Linked DNA regions of Danio rerio: regions 2, 3 and 4 are each linked to region 1. Evidence: chromatin contacts called from public Hi-C, HiCAR-type and HiChIP or PLAC-seq data. All regions are on one chromosome and are shown on one strand. The core of a region is the stretch at or near the end of the contact, and the rest is flanking DNA. Distances in the headings are between cores, read along the strand shown.

The links. A called contact is a pair of places that touch in the nucleus more often than the background predicts. HiCAR-type assays count read pairs that join an accessible place to other places. HiChIP or PLAC-seq counts read pairs in DNA pulled down with a chosen protein or histone mark.
Region 2: a Hi-C map of hematopoietic stem cells shows a contact between it and region 1, with 1.8 times the contacts expected there. The contact joins the promoter of xkr4 here to the promoter of urod in region 1. A contact is called at or near these places in 2 of 18 Hi-C or Micro-C datasets (hematopoietic stem cells and an unstated tissue).
Region 3: a contact with region 1 is called in an H3K4me3 HiChIP or PLAC-seq map of gastrula embryo, with 4 times the contacts expected there. The contact joins the promoter of toe1 here to the promoter of urod in region 1. A contact is called at or near these places in 4 of 18 Hi-C or Micro-C datasets (caudal fin, embryo and hematopoietic stem cells) and 2 of 4 datasets of contacts at active chromatin or transcription factors (caudal fin and gastrula embryo).
Region 4: a contact with region 1 is called in a HiCAR-type map of caudal fin, with 4 times the contacts expected there. The contact joins the promoter of elovl8a here to the promoter of urod in region 1. A contact is called at or near these places in 5 of 18 Hi-C or Micro-C datasets (caudal fin, embryo, fibroblasts and 1 more) and 1 of 4 datasets of contacts at active chromatin or transcription factors (caudal fin).

What each region holds. Positions count from the first base shown.
Region 1 is chr2:30,914,300-30,917,632 of GRCz12tu, reverse strand. It overlaps urod (uroporphyrinogen decarboxylase), which reads left to right and starts at 1,560. Exons shown (of 10, transcript NM_131347.1): 1 at 1,560-1,625. The coding sequence starts at 1,600.
Region 2 is chr2:31,126,326-31,129,658 of GRCz12tu, reverse strand. It overlaps xkr4 (XK related 4), which reads left to right and starts at 1,789. Exons shown (of 3, transcript NM_001012258.2): 1 at 1,789-2,898. The coding sequence starts at 2,213.
Region 3 is chr2:30,724,147-30,727,479 of GRCz12tu, reverse strand. It overlaps toe1 (target of EGR1, exonuclease), which reads left to right and starts at 1,620. Exons shown (of 7, transcript NM_001256682.1): 1 at 1,620-2,062; 2 at 2,165-2,205; 3 at 2,768-2,864; 4 at 2,950-3,108. The coding sequence starts at 1,949. It overlaps si:ch73-382f3.1, which reads right to left and starts at 940. Exons shown (of 4, transcript NM_001256683.1): 1 at 505-940; 2 at 236-389. The coding sequence starts at 654.
Region 4 is chr2:30,741,466-30,744,798 of GRCz12tu, reverse strand. It overlaps elovl8a (ELOVL fatty acid elongase 8a), which reads right to left and starts at 1,476. Exons shown (of 8, transcript NM_001076593.1): 1 at 1,279-1,476; 2 at 1,050-1,116; 3 at 680-867; 4 at 523-603. The coding sequence starts at 1,281.

The DNA of each region.
Region 1 (3,333 bases), core at 311-2,810:
GTATTACTTTAAAACAACATTAGCACTATTTATTTGACAGTGAACAATGTTGTACTTGATGTGCTGCTAATATGATTCCACTATTTATTGATTCATTTTCCTTCAGCTTAGTCCCTTTATTAATCAGGGGTCACCACAGTAAAATGAACCGCCAACTTATCCAGCATATGTTTTACCCAGTGGATGCTCTTCCAACCGCAATACTCCTATACTTCATGACTTTGGGTTGTGGGGGACTCGACACAGAAATGCTAACTGACTCAGCTGGGACTCGAACCAGCAACCTTCTTACTGTGAAGCGACAGTGCTAATCACTGAGCCACCCTGTCTATGATTCCACAATTTAGAATTTGCAAATATTACTTTTCTGAAATGATAATATTAAGGAGAAAGTCTGAATGTGTGACTGACTATTAAATCAACTTTACCTCAACAGAAAATACTGGGTTTTATTTGGCTGTGGGTTAAAGTTAATTTGCATGATACTGTGCACTACATTACGCATGTGTGCATACAGTGCATAACAGGACTCAAATAAAGTGCTACCAATACTAACACTTCAAGCGAAAATGAACCATGATTTTACTACTGATAAATCCAATAAAAGCCGGTTATTCTCCTATTATGTTAACCACAAATTGCTAAACATTGCTAAAAGTTTTGCAATACAAATTGCAGTTTAAGCATATTGTAAACACAAGGTTATACACATGATCATCAATACGCCATAAAACGTTCAAGATAAAACCATTGTTCATTTTATGTAGGGATGTTGCCATCCAAAAAGAAATTAGGTCTACCTGATGGGAGAATTCATATTCGCCTAAAAGGGTCAATTCATTTTTTCATTTTCCTTCAGCTTAATCCCTTTATTCATCAGGGGTTGCCACAGCGGAATGAACCGCTTACTTATCCAGCATGTTTTACACGCCGGATGCCCTTCCAGCTGCAACCCAGTAGTAGGAAACATCCATACACAACATTCACACACATTCGCTCTGAACAATTTAGTTTAATTCACCTATAGCACATGTCTTTGGACTGTGGGGAACACCGGAGCACTAGGAGGAAACCCATGCGAACATGCAAAAGCTATACAGAAATGCCAACTGACCCAGCTGGGACTTGAACCAGCGATCTTATTGCTGTGAGCTGACAGTGCTAACCACTGAGCTACTGTGTCACCCTAGCGTCAATCCAATCTGAAAAAAGGAAAAACCAAACTTGCCTTTGTTTTCTGACTCTCATAATGATGATATGCTACTTTTTGACATTTATTAACTACCACGTGCATAGTTCTTCCAGCTGAAGTCTTCTTTTAATGTTGCTTTGAAATTCACTTCTAAACATGGTCCTGAGAGGGCGAGTCAATAAAAAGCGTTTTATTTTATTCTGTTTCATTTATTTGCTTGTTAGTTTGTTGGCGAACTGTTCCTTTAAGTCGCTTTCTCTTCTAGTTCGGTCATGTGATCATTTCAAGATGGCCGCGCCCTTCAGTTTGGAGGCGTGACGTTATACTGTTACAACACAGAGTCAGGCAGAATAAAACAGCTTGACAAGTTTGCTGAATCCCATTCAAGCTCTCCTGTGAAGCCGGTCATGATGGATAAGGACAGTTTCATTCTGTAAGTTATTGATTAATCAATGAATGAGTGTTGACAGTTGTGTTTGGTGATTTTAAAATATAAAGGCCAGCGCTTATTGATATAAAACAACACGTTATTCAAGTTACAGACTCTCTAATATGGATGACGTCCGTGATATAATACAAGCAAATGATTGTTTGTGCAGGCAATATCTCTGCTGTTAGCATGTTATTTAAGTACTTCCCTAACTTTAACCCCTGTCGTTTGTTTTGAAAACATTTGTGTACATTTCCGTTAAACGTAATTGTACAAGTTCTAACTTAAAGCTTAAATGTCTTAAACTCTCTCTCTCTCAATTCAATAATTGGTTTATTGGCATGACAAATGTTACAAATGCATTGCCAAAGCATTTATAAAGTTTACATTAATAAAACATACATGTATAGTTAAAAATAGTAAACACAGTAAATAGTAATATAGTATTATATATATATATATATATATATATATATATATATATATATATATATATATATATATATATATATGTGTGTGTGTGTGTGTGTGTGTGTGTGTGTGTGTGTGTGTGTGTGTGTTACTATACTACTAATAATAACAACAATAATAATAATAATAATAATACTATTTATTATTGTTATTATTATTATTAAACAAAAATACAAATAAGTAAATACGATAAATAAAACTCTCTCAGAGGACTAATATATGAATCATAGAGGGGGATTAAATGCATTATTTTCAAACTGTTGGCCAATTTAAAATAACCATTAATAAAGGGTATCATTATCATACTGTAAATACTTACTGAACTCAAACTCTATTGTCATCATTATGTGGTAGTTAGTGTAATTCTGTTTTATGGTACTTATCATGTACGTTCCAATATACATCACATGCATTACCATTCAAAAGCTGTTAGGAATAAGTTATTTAGGAATATTAAATCACAATAAACTGTAAAACTAGCATAAAGGTGTTCGTATTACTGAATAATCATTGTTACTTACAGATAGCCCAGCATCTTTTAAATGGTATAAATAGTTTTTATAATTATTTAGCTGCATATTTTATTTGGTAAGAGACTATAGAAATTTCATGTTGTTGTACATCCAATTTGTCTTAATAAAGGCACAAATAAAGTAAAAATAACTGAAATTATGTCTTCAATTGAGTCGCAATAGAAAAGAATCATTTATTTCATGTCGCAGTGTTTATATATGAATATTGCTTTTCATTGTCAATTTTCATTGTCATTGTCAATTTTCATTGTTTTCATGACTACATTTCTATCGCAGTTGAAAATGGTTGTACTTTTTGTGCAATATTTATTTTTTCAGGATTACTGAATGAAAAAAATCTATATCTGACATCACTTTAGCTCACCTAACGAATCCTTGCTGAAGAAATGTTTTAATTATTAATGTGTATGGTTTTGTATGACTTAAACTTGACAAAAAGGGTGTGTTTTATGACACTCTCTGCTAAAATGCTTATCAACCAGGGAAGAATAAGCAAACCGTTATTCCCTTATCTCCTCTGCTCACTCACTGCTTAAAACATCTGTGAAACCTGATCATGATAAACTGAGGGAGGGGCTTCTCAATTTCAATTGTACTTTTATTTAGACAGATACGCATATGACCAATTAATGAAAAGCAGTGATGTTTCAAGAAATGTTCAGCTTTGGCAAAATAGGGTGGACCTCAAGATTACTCTCAAACTAAAG
Region 2 (3,333 bases), core at 540-3,039, 210 kb before region 1:
ACTGTTCAAACTTTCAGTTAGAAGAGTCATCAGAGGAAAGTATGCAATCGTTCTGGGAGAAACAAGATCACTTATTTACTTGCCTTACAAGGAGAATCTTGTGCATTCTTGCAACAAGCGGTGCGAGCGAATGTTCATTTAGTGCAGCTTGCTGCGTTTTGGAGGCGAGGCAGAAACGCCTGAATCCTGGCACAGTATAGATGCTATTCTGTTTTTGCAAAGTGCACAGAAAAATTTCAGGTAAACATACAGTAACATAGCTGCCATTAAGGCTTTTGGTACATTTTCTTTTTCTGTATTTGTAATAGCAAAAATGTCTTATTTTTCTTATGTGTATCTTTTTGAAAATTAAGAAACTATTGTCTAAAGACAAACTTTTGTTTTTATGAACAAATGTAAAATTTACAATTAGTGTATTATTGTACTATCAGAAATGCGCAGATTAGCTCACTGAATCTACTGGTAATAACGAACAATCCACTGTAACCTATCATCATGCCTAAAAATAATTAAATTATTAAATTTATATATATATATATATATATATATATATATATATATATATATATATATATATATATATATATATATATATGACTCAATAATTAAAGATATATATTAGTTATTATCTATTAGAATTAGTTAGTATTTAGACTTTGTTTGCCTATATGTGATGAATGTTTATATAAAATTATATGTGCGGGAAGGTGGATAAATAGTGGATAAATAGTGTGAACCCACGGATTTGGGTGATATTTCAGCTGATCCGAGCATCTCTAGTGCATAATCATCAGTCATAACGATTAAAATTCAAATGGCTTGCCATAATTGTAGGAATAATTTAAAGTTTAATTGGCTTGCCATACAACTTCTGCATACAGTGTGCACATTGAGCCATAGTAATGAACTGAGAAGATGAGCTTTCCATGGTGCTGAACCTTTTAAACACCGTGAGACCGAGACAAGAACGCTGTTGGAACATAATTGCTGCTTATTATCCAGCATACGTGCTAAAATTTGGTTTGCCTTCATATAGTTTTGTTGGAATCTTTTGTTTCTGTTGATGGTAATTTTATTTAATTTTTTAATTTTCACATTAAATTGTGACAGTACTTATTTTGCAGAACATGAACGATATTATTGCAAGCGTTCGAATCTGTGTTCTGTGGAGACTTCGAAGCAGCACGTCATCATAGAATGTTCGTTAACACGGACCAATCAGCTGTGATCGCCTTATTTCAGAGCTATCGCTATAGCCTATATGTTTTTAAAAATTGTATACATGATGATTATTAGATTATTAATATTCATTTACTCAAATCATATACAGTCACACACACACACACACACACACACACACACACACACACACACACACACACATATATATATATATATATATATATATATATATATATATATATATATATATATATATATATATATATATATATATTATTATTATTATTTTATTTAAAGCTGTATTACCCCTTGTGTGGGCTATTACTTAAATATATTCGACTGTAAATTAAAGATATCTATTAGTTATTATCTATTAATATTAGTTAGTATTTAGACTTTATATTCGTAAGCCAATTGTTTTTCTATATGTGATAAACGTTTTCAAATAGCTGACCAGAATTTTTTACGTTTTTTATTTATTAATTTAATTTAATTTTTTGGTTTCAGATGGTCTGGAAATAATAAAGTGGCTACAGTAGGTGTGCAGTGCAGTGTGTGAGAAATAAAAGAATACAGCCACGAGCGAGTTCTAATATTTATTATAGGAGCTGTTTACTTTTGACTGGCCGCCTGCGTCCGGCGTAGACATGTGTGTTCAATGTAGGGTGGAACGCACGTTTACAAATGCCATAGCAACCGAGCGGGCACATCTTTAATATAGCGCTGCCGTAGACTATATTATCTGCACAGCCGTGGAGTTGGCCAAAGGCTGCGCTGCAAGAGCTGGATATCGAAGACCGCGACGTGCGCCTGAAGAAGAGTTGCAAAGCAATGATGTCATAGTTTTAAGTAGGAGCCATGGGAGAGCATATGGTTCGTACCCGCTACCGAAAGGAAGTGTTGCTTTGTTATGAGCAGGCGGCGCTGTAGCTGGCGGAAGAGGAGGTCGCCCAGCCCAGTGTCTCTTCGCCTGGAATAGAGAGAAGCCGAGGAGAAGACGCGAAAACGGTGGGAAGACAAAGCTGCTACAATGGCCGCAAAATCCGACGGGGTGCTAAAGATGAAGAAGAGCGATGTAGCATTCACGCCTTTGCAGAATTCGGATCACTCAGGTTCGGTTCAAGGGCTCGCTCCGGGATCGCAGCCGGATTCTGGAACCGGAGAGGCGGACTTCGTCAACGGGGAGTCTCGGTGCTGTGGCTCAAATTCGACATGTCTCCGCCTTGGCAGGGAGCAGCAAAAATACACGGTCTGGGACTGTCTGTGGATCCTCGCCGCAGTGACGGTTTATTTCGCGGATGTGGGCACTGATATTTGGCTTTCTGTCGACTATTACCTCCGCCGCGACTACTGGTGGTTCGGGCTAACGCTGTTTTTCGTGGTGCTCGGCTCGTTCTCGGTGCAGGTCTTCAGTTTCCGATGGTTCGTCCATGATTTCAGCACCGAGGAGAGCTCCGGAGGCGGCGGGGGAACGGCGAGCTGCTCTCACATGGACGGGAAGCTCCTTAGCAGCTCCGCTTCGCACGGAGACGTTGGAGCCCACCCGTCCACGCCTCAAAGACAGGCGTCCACGACGAGCAAGAGCAACACCACGAGCAACAGCAGCAACAGCGCTACCGCAGCCCGGACTAGTAAGACACGCTCAGCGTCCTGTTCCCTCTGTATCTGGCTCTTGCAGTCCGTCATTCACATCCTACAGCTCGGACAAATCTGGAGGTGAGTTTGAGCAGCGCTTTATTGTCAATGGTACTTGAGGTTTGAAGAGCGGGGTCGTCTATTTACTCCCCACAGCACGTATTTTGTTCAGAGCAGTGTGGTTGAACAAGCTTGTTCTTGAGTTTGGACTGGTAGACACGTTTAAGGCCTACACTCACACTGTGGAGGCTGGAGAGCTGATTTAACATCTTGTTAACCTCCTAATCACAGTGTGATTGCAACACAATAAGAGAAGCTTTTGATTTGTAGATAACCTGACTTAACAGAATGATTTCTGGATTGAACTGAGCTTGACTGACTGTACGGTTCGTGAGAGTTATAGGCACTCACTGACTCTTTCTATTAGCATCCATTATTTATGTAATTGAGAATAAACCTCATAAAGATATCCAAAGGCTATTAGTGGATGATTGATCATCTTGTATGAAAAGTAGC
Region 3 (3,333 bases), core at 371-2,870, 190 kb after region 1:
AAAGTTTCTGTAAAATTTTTAAGAGTAAATGCAAGCTTTTTATGAGCAAATACGCATAGGCCTATTTTAAAAGTTTTATCAATCTTGCAGAAGAACATAAAACTTTGGTAAACAAATGCAAAGTTTCCCATGGACCATACATATTTTAAAAGAAACCTTATACCTCTGTGACCAAACTATAATATTACCTTTAATCTCATATGTCCTCTTAGAGGCTCAGCATTGATCAATTTACCTGGCTCATTTTTGACAGGTAACACTGCTTGAGGGGTGACAGGAGAGGGAGGGTCTGGCACATTGAACAGCGTCGGGATTGCGTTGGGTTTGAGTTTCCTTCCCCCTGCTGGTGATCTGGCGATCTCCTCAAACTGGCTTTCCTCAAAGTGGTCCTGCAAGTCATGGAAATGAAACTCTGTGACTAATTTATACGATTACAAAAGAGGATGTCTGAAGGCACATTTGTTTTCTTGTGCAGAGTGTTAAATGCGCACGCGTTTCACTTGCCTGGCAGAGTCTGGAGCAGGGAGTCGGTACAAAATCACGCCGACAGTTTACGAGCCACTTTCTCATGCGCACCGGGTCTTTCGGAAAGCGAAAAAGCTGCTTTCCAATAGTTGTAGAGTTCGAGCAGTTAGGAGCGGAGCATCCACCCATTTTTATTTACATTCGCCAAGTATTTAACTTCACATCTGTGCGAAACAACGATTATAAGTAGCGGTCTGCTAGCAGAGGACTTAGCAGGTGTATTATTAAAAACCCTTTAGACTTTAGAACAACAGACAGCAGTAGTTTTAGCAGACGTAAACAACGAGTTTACGGGCGGTCTCTTTAATTGATTTAGTTAAAAATGCGAATCTGGAAGACGAATATGTTTTACTAGTAAGTGAAATGCAGAGTTTGTTTGAGCCAAAATGGCGCCGATAACTTCGGCAAGAGACGTGATGACGTATTACGTGATAGAGGACTCTATCTTTGCCTGTGTGGAAATGGCTACGTTACGGCATGTATAATTTCCTTCGACGAAAAACAACCGTTTAAAATTGGTTTTACAATTCCACCACCGTTACTATTTGTTATTGTATTTAGGAAGTAACGTCAATTAAGATAAAGAAAAAAACGATTATAATTACTGTCAATAAACAACGTAAAATGTGCATAAACGTTTATTTTCATTTCATATTTTAAAGGTATTCGCATAAGTATTACAAAGATAATGTTACTTGTGCTATTTAAAATAGATGAATGTAATTTATTTGTGATCAGATAAGGTTTGAGTTTCGTAAACAAAAGATAAAAACGGTTCAAAGAGCAAAAGTTAATATAAAAATATTATTACTAACGTTACAGCTGTTAACATTAAACTTTTAGTTTTAGATGTCACATAAGCTATGTGTAACAGGTCAGATTGAAGTAGTATTGCCGTTAATTATTTTTATAACTAAAACTATTATATTTGCGTTGTGTTTTTGTATTAAAAGCTAAACCAATTTACAGTATTTTTGTCTCCAAACGTTATTCATTATACTCCATTCCAGTGGGTGGCGATAACAAACGTTATGAAAACTGCCATTAAACGTAGAAGAACCTCTAACCGGAAAGAAAACACACACACACACACACTCACGTTTCACAGGCGATGGGCAGAAGTGTGAGGGGTGCATTGAACAAACACACTAGACATTTAAAGTAGTAAATAAATGAACAGAGTGTAAAACGCGCGAAGTAGAGAGTTTGGACATGTTACGTTAGTTGACTTATTTTCGGTTATGGTTGTATTTGCTCTCAGAAATGATGTTTTCGAAAAGCCTACACTATCTGCATTGACAGGATCCTCTTTTTGTTTTAAATAATATTGGTGACGTAGACCCACATTTGTGACATAACAATAAAAAAAATAAAATCTCCGTTCAGCAAATGCGTGCTTTCGGTTAGTTTGTCCACAGAAATAATGTCGTCCTCAATGATAATCCCAGTGATTGATGTGCAGGGAAACAATTTTAAGGAGTTGTGGGCGGCGATGGTGATAGCCATTAAAACGTCTTCATTCATCGCCATTGATACGGTGAGAAAAACAACACTATTCCTTCAGAAACTCAACCGAAAGATAAATACTGTCACAAAGCAATGTGATCAATTTAATGTTATATGTCTTTTTTTTTTTTAGGAACTGAGTGGTCTTGGTTCAAGGAAAGCTCTTCTAGCTGAGTAAGTTGTGTGATTAAAAAAACTAAAACTAAAAGACAAAGTTTTTCTGGCCTTTTTTATTTTTTAAGGCCTCGTTTATGTCTTTGGATCTAACATTTGTAAATAGAATTAAACGTTGCATAAAATAATAGTTTCCTCAGTATTTTTTGTGCAATAAACTATCTTAACATATTTAAAAGAACATTTATTAGAGGTGTAAAATGAAGAACTTGGGTTTTGTTTTCCTAAAATTGTACTGATGCATGAAACAAGGATATCTGTCATTAGATAACAGTTCAGTTCAAATTTGTAGATATTTCTTATTTTAATCAAGAACTTCATTTTCCTTTGTTTCATTTTTTTAGTTATCGCAATAGTTGTACTATAGTGTGTTTCCCATGTAAATGCGGAAATGTCTTGATGTACAGCAGAAATCTGTTCTGGGAAATAAGACAGAACAGTGTTCTCCCTACATATTTACTTTTTAAAATGTAGTAATTAATGCAGCAAAAATGTGTTCCCTTCAAATTATTCATTACATTTGCATTACTTTGTCTCAAATAGACATTTTTTCCCTTTAAAGGTCGATTGAAGACAGGTACAATGCCATATGCCATGCTGCCCGCACCCGATCTGTACTGTCTTTGGGGTTTGCCTGTTATAAGGAGCTTGAAAACAAAGTAAGGGTGTCTACTTGACAGTCTGTTTTCTTCTGAATATAAGCGGACATTAGACTAATTCTTCTTGTTTGTGTCATACTTCTAGGCCGAGACCACTTACCTGGTCCAGGTTTACAATCTTACCTTGCTTTGCTCGGAGGAATACATCATTGAACCGCAGTCAGTGCAGTTCCTTGTGCAACATGGATTTGACTTCAACAAACAGTATGCTGAAGGCATTCCTTATTATAAAGGGAATGACAAAGTATGTATTACTGAATGTTCTGTTCACTTCCAGTATATAAATTTCGATGATTAATAAATCAATATCAAATGGCCCCCTAAAAGTCACGTATCGCTTTCAGTTTCGGGCTTAGGCACATTTTGCACTCACACACAAGAGTGCCGCGCTGAAGCCCAAGTGAACCACGCTCAGGCACACCTTTTCCAACCGGGCCAAGGCCGGCCAAGTGAACCATGCCTAATCCCG
Region 4 (3,333 bases), core at 227-2,726, 170 kb after region 1:
TCTTTAAATGCTAACATAGTCACAGGCCCTAAAAACACATGCAGATGATAAACTTTTACTTCATTATGGTTCAAAATGCAGTGTCTCTACATATCTTATGAGTTTGGACTTGTGGTTTCTGGCCATCTATATATATATATGTATATATATATATACACACAAACTCAACATTGCATATCTTGCAATGTGACTAGTGCGGATGCACACATTGCGATATCAATGCTGAAAGGATATATTGTGCAGCTCAAATGAGAATGTATTTGAAAATGTTAAAAACATCTTGATTGATGTTTAATGTGTATGATGGTGTTGAAAATAAGTGATGGATGCATGTTCTTTAAAGAGACAATATGAGAGGTTAGATCAGATCACATGCAAAATAAAAACATTATATTTGTCCTTATTTTTTCAGCTTGTTTTGTTCCACTTATTGTGAATCATAAATCAATAAAAATATTAACATCATTTAATAATTGTACAAAAAAAATAAATAAAAAATCAATACAAAGTTAACTTGCTCACCCGCATTGGCAGAGGGTTTTCAGTGTAGTCCACAGGCTGACAGAGCAAACTGTAACTTGCCAACCAAGAGGAGGCTGTGAACTGAAAGCAAAACATGAATGAATGAATGAATGAATGAATGAATGAATGAATGTTTTTATTTGTCTATGGTCCATACCTCATAAAACATATAAGCAGAAAGGCACACCATGGAAAAATTGTAAATAATAAGTAGAGCTTGGATGTTGACTGGTTCTCTGTGAACCATCAATTTGGGTCCAAACCATACCATGACAAGATAACAGAGGAAGATTCCGCCGACAGGCAGCGGAGAATAAACCAGCAGCCATCCATCTGTCCTCTTGTCTGTGGAAATAAACCAACTCTACTTCATCAGCTCGTCAAACTACTCTAACAGAAAGCCATTTATAAAACATCCAGTGAGGACCAATTTGTCAAAGATAATAATCAGTGAATCTAAACCAGTAATCTACATATAAGCATATGCATGTTATAGGCCTACTAGGTGTGAAGAAAGCAATTCAGACCTCCGTTTTCTAAGATCCTCTCGTAAAGTATCTGAAGCTTTTGCCATGTCGACGGTGATACAGACACCTGAGCAATTAATAATGAAAATGAAACAGGTGTTTAGGTATGGGTACATTGTAAAAAGGAAATAGGAAAGAAGCAAGACAAACGAAACCAACCCATACAGAATAACCTCTCGTGTCGTATTTTTATCTATTAATATCTGTAAATATTTTGGACTTGACTTACCATTGCGTTTGATGTTCACAGAGCAACGCACCGCAGCGCCATCTATCGGTTGATTTTAGACACAGCACAAGAGTTCGTTGAAGGTTGTACTGTATCTTTAAAGACTAACTGTGATAAAATGTCAATTATGATCGCTATTTCTATTCCACCAGAGAAAGAACATGATAGAATCACGACACAGAGCTCTCGTTCAGCATCAGTGGCTCAATGGTGAGTTAAAGGGTTTAGACGGATTACCAAAATCCCCTGGATAACTTTATCACAATCAACTGCTATTTTGAGCGTTTTATATATACATATATATATATATATATATATATATATATATATATATATATATATATATATATATATATATATATATATATATATACATACATATACATATATATATATATATATACACACACACACACACACACACACACACACACACACACACACACACACACACACACACACACACACACAGAGAGAGAGAGAGAGAGAGAGAGAGAGAGAGAGAGAGAGAGAGAGAGAGAGAGAGAGAGAGAGAGAGAGAGAGAGAGAGAGAGAGAGAGAGAGAGAGAGAGAGAGAGAGAGAGAGAGAGAGAGATGAAGTCAGAATTATTAGCCTCCTCTTTATTTTATCCCCCCAATGTCTGAGAGTTTTCTTTAACACATTTTTAAACATAATAGTTTTATTAACTCATCTTTAATAACTCATTTATTTTATCTTTGCCATGATGACAGTAAATAATATTTTACTAGATATTTTTCAAGACACTTCTATTCAGCTCAAAGTGACATTTAACGGCTTATCTAGGTTAATTAAGTCAACTAGGCAGGTTAGGGTAATGAGGCAAGTTTTTGTATAACGATGGTTGGTTCTGTAGACTATCAGAAAAATACAGCTTAAAGGGGCTAATAATTTTGACGTTAAAATGTTTTTTTTTAAATAAGACTTTCCTCAGAAGAAAAAAATATTATAGGAAATACTGTAAAACCTTTCTTGCTTTGTTAAACATAGTTTGGGAAATATAAAAAAAAAGAGAAAACAATTCACTATTTCTATTCCACCAGAGAAAGAACATGATGGAATTACGACACAGAGCTCTCGTTCAGCATCAGTGGCTCAATGGCGAGTTAAGGGGTTTAGACTGATTACCAAAATCCCCTGGATAACTTTATCACAATCAACTGCTATTTTGAGCATTATATATATATATATATATATATATATATATATATATATATATATATATATATATATATATATATATATATATATATATATATATATATAGGCCTACTTTTTGTGCTTTAAATCAAGTTATATTTAACTAAAGAAACACTAACCTTTTATGTTTTAAAGAAGCTATATTGTATATTATTCTCAGTAAATCCCTCATCTTTTTGTAGCTTTACTGCAGGCTTTTGTATACATTGAAAAACTGTATACTAATAAAAATAAAGGTAGGTCATACTCTATTTCTACGTGGCTTAGTATCAGTGTGAATGAAGATCAGGTTCACTTAAACTCATGTTTTATTTACAAGCTATTCCATCCCCAAGCTGACTGATACATTTGAATGTGTCAGTTTATAGACCATTTTAATGTGGTCATGTCATTGGCCCAAACATTTCCTGCTGGTATCAAACCATTTCATAACTGTAACAAGAGGCACTTAATGTTAAACCAGGTATCATAAAATTATTTACTAATATGTGGCTCTTTTTGGATTGTTGTTAGCTATAGAAAATAGAAATCTACAACAGGAAATACATTGGGACCATTGTTTGTTTCTAAAACTCTCTAAATAATCCATAAGACATGTAAATCTATGTGAGAAATGTAACCTATTCAGTAGGCTATTCAAACAACAGGCAATGTTTAACTTCAGGCAATGTAAACTTTAAAGACATTATTAACCTTGTTAACACATTCAGTACAACCTTACTTGATTGATCAAGGCTTACCATGGTCATGTCCCAGGCTAACCTGAATGACAATAAATATAAACATATAAACTAACATGATATGTTTGCATATAATAACATATCACAGAAACTTTC